Regions from separate parts of the Mus musculus genome. Here regions 2 and 3 are each linked to region 1. Evidence: chromatin contacts called from public promoter capture Hi-C data. All regions are on one chromosome and are shown on one strand. Each heading gives the region's core, a stretch centred on a gene start, on an enhancer-like site or on the middle of the called end of the contact. The rest is flanking DNA. Distances are from core to core; before and after follow the strand shown.

Region 1 (2,551 bases), core at 16-2,515:
ATGTCCTTTCACGAATAAAGCATGGTATATTGCTGAAGTCTGAAATCTGGGTTACGAATTCTGCCAGGATCTGTATCATCAGGGACAAGGAACTGCGGGTAGTTTCTATCATTTCCCCTCATTTCTGAAAATTTCAGTTAGCTATCAAGAGTCTTGTTTAAAAAAAAACTATCATAAATGTGTTACTTTAAAAACCATGCATACATATAGTGCTTCTAGTTTGAAACCACTTTCTGCAACTTTGATTTTGATAGAAACCTTTGACGAAATGAAAAAAAAGGGGGGGGGGAGAAAATAACGGTCAGCTTCAACTGCCGCTTCCTGATTGGCTAAAGCCCCTCTAACGGTCATCTGCTGCCTTATAAACCACACCCCCTTTTCTGGAACGTTCCTTAGAGCTTTACCCTCGTGCTTCAGGCGCTGGCTTCTCATTCTGCGTTAAGGTTCTCCAGGGTAGGAAGGTCTCTGACCCACCTGCCACCTCTAAGAGCCTTGTTCTTTTCTGTGGCGTTGGCAATGGAACCCAGTGTTACAGTGTGACAGGTGAGTGCTCCTGAGTTACTTTCTTGCACACTTTCCTTTAAAAAAAAAAAAAAAAGGAAAAAAAAAAAAAGAAAAAGAAAGAATGTTAACTTTTAATTTTTGGTTAATTTAGGCCTCCAAATCGCTGACCTCCAGGTCTGGAGTTGAAACCTCATCACACCCTTTCCTTTTTAAAAAAAAGAATTATTTTAATTTTAAAATTTTGGTGAATGTAATGTAGGCCTCGAAATCGCTTTCTGTACGAGGCTGGCCTTTGGGCCTGGATGCGCTGGCTTTAAGCCTTCTGAGTACAGGGACCACAGGCTGCCGGGCTTGTAAAGTGATTTGTTTTTTTCCTAAATTCCGTTTTTGAGGAGGAGAGGTTTTGGGCCACCCAACTGTCCTTTGGGAAATCTGACATGACTGTGTTCCATTATCGGAGCCTGTTCTGGGTCGGAAACGGGCAGAGCCCTCGACTTGGGGCGCCCTTGCAGAATCACGCACACATTTTATTGTTTAGGTTTCGGACGGAAACGTGACAGACGTCGCGGACGTTGGGGAGCGGAAGAGCCCAAAGGGAACCAGCAGGTAAGCATCTCCCCGAAGAGGGTCGGGGAAGGGGCGGGGTGAGAAAGGGGGCGGGACGAGGAAAGGGGCGGGGACAGGCTCCTCGGCTAATTTACCGCTCCTTTGGACGGGAGTCCTTGATTGGTCGGACTTACCCCCCTCGTTCCGGAAGTGACGCCACTCAGCGGTCAGGCCGGTTGTTCCCCGCTGCTGCACTTTCCACCTCCCGTCCGCCCCCATGGTCCGCCCCCTTGGTGTACCACAACAAGCCGGCTCTGGCGGGGGCGGGCTGAGGGCGGGGTCCGCTCTCGCGGCAGCGGCGGGTTGGGCGTTGGGCGTCGCCTTGCCCTTCCGTCTGCTGTTCTAGCGGGGGGCATGGAGGTGGGTTAGCGCGCTGCAGCCGGGCCTAGCCGGGGTGAGACGCGCCGCGGACAAGCCGCGAGCGGGCGAACGAGCAGGAGAGGAGAGCGCGTGCGCGGTGAGGGGCGCGCGGCTTACTGCCGTTGGGAACTTGCGCGCGGCCTGCGGGAGCGGGCGCCTGCTGTGACCCTTCTGGAGAGCTGCGTTTGGTGAGAGCGGCGGCTTGCCGCTGCTACCAAGGGCGGGCAGCGCTTGGTGTTTCCTGCAAGCGAGGCCCGCCCCCGGATCTCTGCTGTTCTGGCATCAGCACCGCCGGCCCTGGGCAACGATGTACAGCGAGGACCCTTAGCTTCGGGGCGAGGGAGGCCTCCCGGGTAAGGATCCGACCCTCTGTCCTGGCGTCGCTTCCGCATGGGCACCCGGACGCCCTCCCCGCCGTACCAGGCGTTGCGGTGTGGACAGCCTCCCGTACGCCCACAGCGGATGTGATCAAGTGCCTATTTGGCCCCTGGAGGAGAACAGTCCCTAGGGAAGTTGGGGGGGGGGATCAGTGTTAAGCCGTTCCCCCCAGTAGTGTGTGGATCTAACCTGACCTAGGTAACTCATTAGATGACACAAGGCCCAGGTGAGATGCATAATGTAAGGGACATTTTATCAGTTTTTATTTTAATTTCAGAAATGTTCTTTTTGGGGGCCAAAGTGTGAATCTGTCTGAATGCAGAGCCACATCTCACAGATAAGCCCAGCAATCACAAAGAGCATCACTTCTCTGTAGGACCTTGGTCAAGGTAATTGTCTTATTAAACAATAACTTCTTTTTTAGTTATTTGATAAGTACTAGAGTTAAAAATGTGGCATAGATCCATACCTTGACATGCCCTCTTCTGGTGTGTCTGAAGATAGCTACACTGTACTCATATAAATAAAACAAATCTTTAATTTTTTTTTTAAAATAAGTCTAATGTGTGCAGTAACCTCTGGCAGCATTTTGTTAGGAATTTTTGGAGGTAGGTCAGGTGAGGCAGAGAGATTAGACTTAGTAATTCGGGCAAATGATGAAAGAATAGGAAGACTCAAGAAAGGAGGAGTGCTAGACTCAGAT
Region 2 (2,551 bases), core at 23-2,522, 2.1 Mb before region 1:
GCTGTCAAGTCGCAGTCCTAACTCAGGGTCTACTGACATTCTAACGTTAAAGTCTTGGGCTCCTGGGCTCTGTTTAGCCACGTTCTGTCCTTGTCCATATGGCACCTCTCATCCCGCTAGCATCTGGTGTGACTGCCTCCAGGCACCCAGGAGGATGTCAGCTCTGCTGTGGCAGCCTGGCTTTGGGTATGGGGTTGGGAAATCTTCCCCTCAGCCCTGGCCCACATCTCTGCAGGATGTCACTTCCTCATGTCACTTGCCATCACCGCTAGCAGACGGGAATGCGTGTTAGGGAGAGATACCGGTGCTCTAGGGGAGGTTCCAAGGCTAGGTGATTTTAGTTCCCTGTGGTAAGCAGGTTGAGTGGGCCCATGCTCCCTCCACTACCCCATCTGATTTAGAGAACAGGCCTCACCCCAAACCAGGATGCCTGGATTTTGTCCAGGTGTAGTGCTGGGTCAGAAGAGAGCTTCAGTTCAGGGATGACTGGAGATGTGTAGACCAAGGCATACCCAAAGCTGAAATTGCCCAGCACAGCGGCGAAGGTAGCCAGGAACACCCTTCTGTTTTTCAAGGCCCTGGTGGGGGATGGGGTAGAACCAAAGGACCAAGGACAAGTCCTTTAAATGGACCCTGAGTTCCCAGACTGCTGCCTTCCCCGAGCCCATGACCATCCAGCTCGGCAGATAACCAGGAGAGGCCTGGGTCCAGGGCCAGTCAAGTTGTCTTCAGGCCTTAGCAGCAGCTCTGGGAAATCCCCAGGCTGTCGGCTGGGGCTGGTGCCCGTTTTCTCCAGAAAAGAAATTGTGGTTTTTGCCTCCTGTTGTGATGCTCAAAGCTTGTTCTGTGATCTTAGGCAAGACCCATGTCCTCCCCCTGTGGCAGGTGGGGATCCCACCCAGTATTCCTTTGGAGGCTCTCTTCTTTATGGTGGTCCAGTTCTTTAAATAGGACTTGCGAGCATGCGGTAAGAAAGAGTCAGATGACTCTTGGTGGCCACTCACCAGAAGTCAGTAATGGCCCAAGATGTGTATCGTCTGCTGGAGATAAGGCCATCCCAACCTCCCATGCCCACACCCTGAGACTCTCACCCGGCTCGTTCTCTCTCTCCAGGAGTCGCGGGCACCTCGGGGAAGGTATCATAGTCGAGTCCCTCGGTTCTTAGCAGGGGTTCCTGCATGGCCAGCGCGGATGGTCAGATACAGCGGGACTCCACTGCAGAGCTAAAGCATCTGCCTGAGCCCTCAGCACAGCAGGCGAAGCTCCGCCCTACAGATGCGATTGGCTGCAGGGCGGCCCTGCAGAGCCGTGCTGTCCAATGAGACAGCCGCACGCCTCGGATGCAGGGTGCGATCGGGCTCCCGGGCGTGTCCCATCGCGTGCGCCTTGAGGCGCTGGATTCTGCCGGGGAAACCCGCTTCTAGGGCAGGGCCGCCTGAGCACCCTTTCGCCAGGCTAAGAGCGTGGACTGCTCCATGGCTGGGTCTGGCTTTATGGAGGAGAAGCCCAGAGAGTCGTAAGCTTGCCAAGGTCACACGGAGGATTGTTATTATTATATATTTTTTTATTATTGCCTTGCTTGGCCCTGTTCTGTGCCCTCTCCCGTCACATAGATGTCACTTCTACACCTGCCACTTCACTTCTCGCCTCCTAACCCTAGTTGACTCCAATGAATCACTACTTTGGGTGTGTACAGTAAGTAGGAGGAGGGTGGAGCAGAAACAATTAGGGGTAACTCCAGCAGGTGCCCTGCGGTGTCTCACCCCATAGCTGTGGACAAACCCCAAGGCTTCTCTCTGCTAGCAAGCAATCTGTCTCTGAGCTACATTCCTGATCTCTGGGATTTCCTGGTTGTCCAAATAGCTTGCACTGTTCAAAATCATTCCAGTAATGGTATAAAATGACCAAAAAAAACGAAACAGAAACTTCTCTAGGAGGTGGAAAAAGCCACAATCAAGATGCCTATCTGTGTCTTTGGACTTTTTCAGTCACAGGAGTGGACTTACTTCCTGTTCACATTTATAAACTGACCCTTTGTTACCAGGCTATTAAAACAGTAAAGGGTGTTGTAGAAGTCTCAGTTCCCCTTTAGAAACACTTCTAGAGAGGACAGTAGAGACCACAAAACTGCTGCGACCCACCCTGGCTGGACGTCTTTCCTTCCTGTGTTTGCCTTGCCTGTCTGTTACTTAGTGGGGAGGTGAACTTTCAGTGAGTGGTGTTCCACTTCACATCCAAGCTGAGTGTGTGTGTGTGTGTGTGTGTGTGTGTGTGTGTTATACATAATTTTGGGAGCCTGAGAGCACTGGCTGCTCTTGCAAGGACTCAGGTTTGATTTCCCAGCCCCACGGGTTGGCACACAACCCTCCTCTTACCTCCATTTCCAGGACAATTGGTGCCTTTTGGCATCAGCTTTTATGTGGTACAGACAAAACACCCAAACATGTGAAAAACTTAAGATATATAATTTTTAAATTTTATGTCTGTCTGTGAGTCTGTGCTCCTGAAGCTGAAATGATGGACTTGTAGGAGCTGGAGTTACAGGCCGGTC
Region 3 (2,551 bases), core at 15-2,514, 2.0 Mb after region 1:
ATTTCCTATCTATATGTATTTATATATACAGATCTATCATGTTGGGTTAGAGACACTGCTCAGTGGTTAAGAGCACTTACTGCTCTTATAGATAGATACCTGAGTTAACTTTCTAGTACTCATGATGTCAGGCAACACACAACTGCCAGCAATTCCAGCTCCCGAGGATCTGACACCATCTTCTGGTCCTCTCAGGTACCTATACATGGCACACACATACATAAAAAACTTAGAAAAGCAACCAACCAGACCTTCAAAATACATCCTGTTACTAGTTCCAGTTAAAAAGCTATAGGAATCTGATTCTGTCATAGGTGTTCACACACCTACATAGTGGTAGCTGCCTGGTAGTAGAGTTCCCTGTGTTTTTATTGTGTCCTATTTTGCTTAAATAATTACATGCACATACACAAAAGCATATGTTACTTGTGTGTCCAGCTAAAAACAAGAATCTAAGAACTAAACCAACTTGGTTATCAGCTATTTTAATACGAGTGTTTCCTGTAAGCCCTGGTACCAGGGACCTACAACCAAGTCCTTCCATTAAGTGTTAAGGACTAGAAGCTAAGTTTCCAAAGAGACTAAAATAGAAAACATTAAGGCTCAGACTCCAGCGGTGGCATGAAATCACACAAGACAAAATGACGTATCAGTTAAAAATCTGCATGTGATCCCCAGCTCAGACTGGCCAAAATGACCATTTCTTAGAGTTTAGGTAGAACAGAGGAACAGCCTGACACCTACCTCTTATATAATTAGATTGTCCCAAAGATTAAATGCCACTTAAAAAAAAAAAGCCTAGTGGATGGCTTCCTATGGACTCAATAAATCCTATTACTGCAACTATTTCAAGCTGAAGTTTGTGTAAAGGGCCTAGGATGATAATAAGTCAAGGAATCTAAGACAGGCCAGCAATTTCTAAGTTATTACCACCGAAGGCAGTCCAATCATCCGCCAGGGTCAGTGGCGGACATTGCGGGTTCCAGACTTTGGTCCAGGCCCCTCAATCCCCAAGCCCGGCAAGGCAGAAAGGAGGCCCGGCTTGAACTTGCCCCGCCATGGTTGTCATGGCAAACGCTTCAGGGTCCTCACAGGGGCTTTGCCGGAAGTCCGTCCTGGGAGGCCAATTGAAGAGTGCCGAGGTGGTCCGCTCAGGTCCCTGCGTGACCAGAGTTGCGTTTTGCAGTAAAACGATCTCAAGGACCTCGGAGGCGGCAGCCGCGCCCCCTTCCAGAGCACCTCCGGGACGACGCACTTTGACCCGGAAGTGGGTGGGAGAGGAAGCAGCTGGTGATGCTGGAACAAACATGGCCGTCCCGGTACCCCTCGGCCGCTTCGGCTCCTTCTGCCTGCGGCTGCTACGACTGCTGGCGTTGCTGGAGCTGCTGGTCCACCCCGTCTTGGGCCGCGTCCATCACCTGGCGCTCAAAGTAAGGCCTGGCAGGCTGGGGGCAGGATCAGGGAGTGGCGACGGGGGGGTGGGGGGAGCGCGACCGCTGTCCCGGGCTGAGCCAACTTCAGCCCAGCGGGATCTCCTAAGTTCGGCCCCTGAGCCAGGGGGTTTGCGCCGCCCCGTAGGGATGGACTACGCCGTGCGGCCTCCTCGGGTAGTCTGGTCCCTGCAGGTTTGAGGTCCTGAGGAAGGGGCCCAGATGCGGCCTAAATACCCAAAGACCTGGGAGGCCACTCCTGCGATTCCTGCTGGCTTCCCTGGATTCCACGTTGGTGGCAACCTTCCCTAATTCACCCTTTCATAACTTAAATTCCAAGTTCTCTTGTCCGCGATCTCCGCCCTTCTGTGCTCCTTGATCTGGCGCTTTGAAGTTGTGCGGAATCTTAGCCTGTTTCCTTGCTTGGTTTAGGGTGCTCGGTTGACTGACCAAAGCCAGAATCCCCAAGAGGAATTCAAATCTCTCTTGAAATACATGCCTTGGTTTCAAGAAGAAAAAATAAGAAAGAACAAGCCTGAGGATTTAAACTCAGCATCCAAAGTGTTTCTAAGTAGTGGGCCTTTTTCATTCCCGCTCTATGGCCATTGCCTAAGGAAGATGTTTATGACAGGCCTGAAGTGACCACCAAGAACCGCTATGGTAGCTAACTCACAGTAGAAAGTTCTCTAAGGCTTACACAGGATTGGCAGCCGGTTAATATACCTGGAGAACAGAAAGTGACATCATTATGACTCAAAGCCTTGTACATTTTCCTAATAGTCAGTGTACCAAGAAGTTGCGGATCTGGACACAGCTGTCTGTAAAAACACTTTCCATTAGGTGTGAAGGATAAAGGCTTGTGAATGTAGCGTTTAAAGGGTCCAGACAGACTGTAGATTTGAAACCTGGCCAAATCCATACAGGCACACTTGGGCTGTCTGCTTTTGATTGTTAAAATGATCTTGAAGCTGGGCGGTAGTGGCGCATGCCTTTAATCCCAGCACTTGGGAGGCAGAGGCTGGCGGATTTCTGAGTTCGAGGCCAGCCTGGTCTACAAAGTGAGTTCTAGGACAGTCGGGGCTATACAGAGAAACCCTGTCTTGAAAAACAAACAAACAAAT

What was found. Promoter capture Hi-C pulls out the DNA fragments that hold promoters and counts their contacts.
Region 2: a contact with region 1 is called in a promoter capture Hi-C map of pre-B cells, with 2.4 times the contacts expected there. The contact joins the promoter of Slc2a6 here to the promoter of Setx in region 1. A contact is called at or near these places in 2 of 39 promoter capture datasets (liver and pre-B cells).
Region 3: a promoter capture Hi-C map of pre-B cells shows a contact between it and region 1, with 2.3 times the contacts expected there. The contact joins the promoter of Gpr107 here to the promoter of Setx in region 1. A contact is called at or near these places in 3 of 39 promoter capture datasets (liver and pre-B cells).

The regions. Positions count from the first base shown.
Region 1 is chr2:29,123,727-29,126,277 of GRCm38.p6, forward strand. Setx (senataxin) reads left to right here and starts at 1,266. Exons shown (of 26, transcript NM_198033.2): 1 at 1,266-1,823; 2 at 2,126-2,237.
Region 2 is chr2:27,026,726-27,029,276 of GRCm38.p6, forward strand. Slc2a6 (solute carrier family 2 (facilitated glucose transporter), member 6) reads right to left here and starts at 1,273. Exons shown (of 10, transcript NM_172659.2): 1 at 1,092-1,273; 2 at 416-578. The coding sequence starts at 1,180.
Region 3 is chr2:31,151,052-31,153,602 of GRCm38.p6, forward strand. Gpr107 (G protein-coupled receptor 107) reads left to right here and starts at 1,265. Exons shown (of 18, transcript NM_178760.4): 1 at 1,265-1,430. The coding sequence starts at 1,308. D330023K18Rik (RIKEN cDNA D330023K18 gene) reads right to left here and starts at 1,240. Exons shown (of 2, transcript NR_040334.1): 1 at 931-1,240; 2 at 1-199.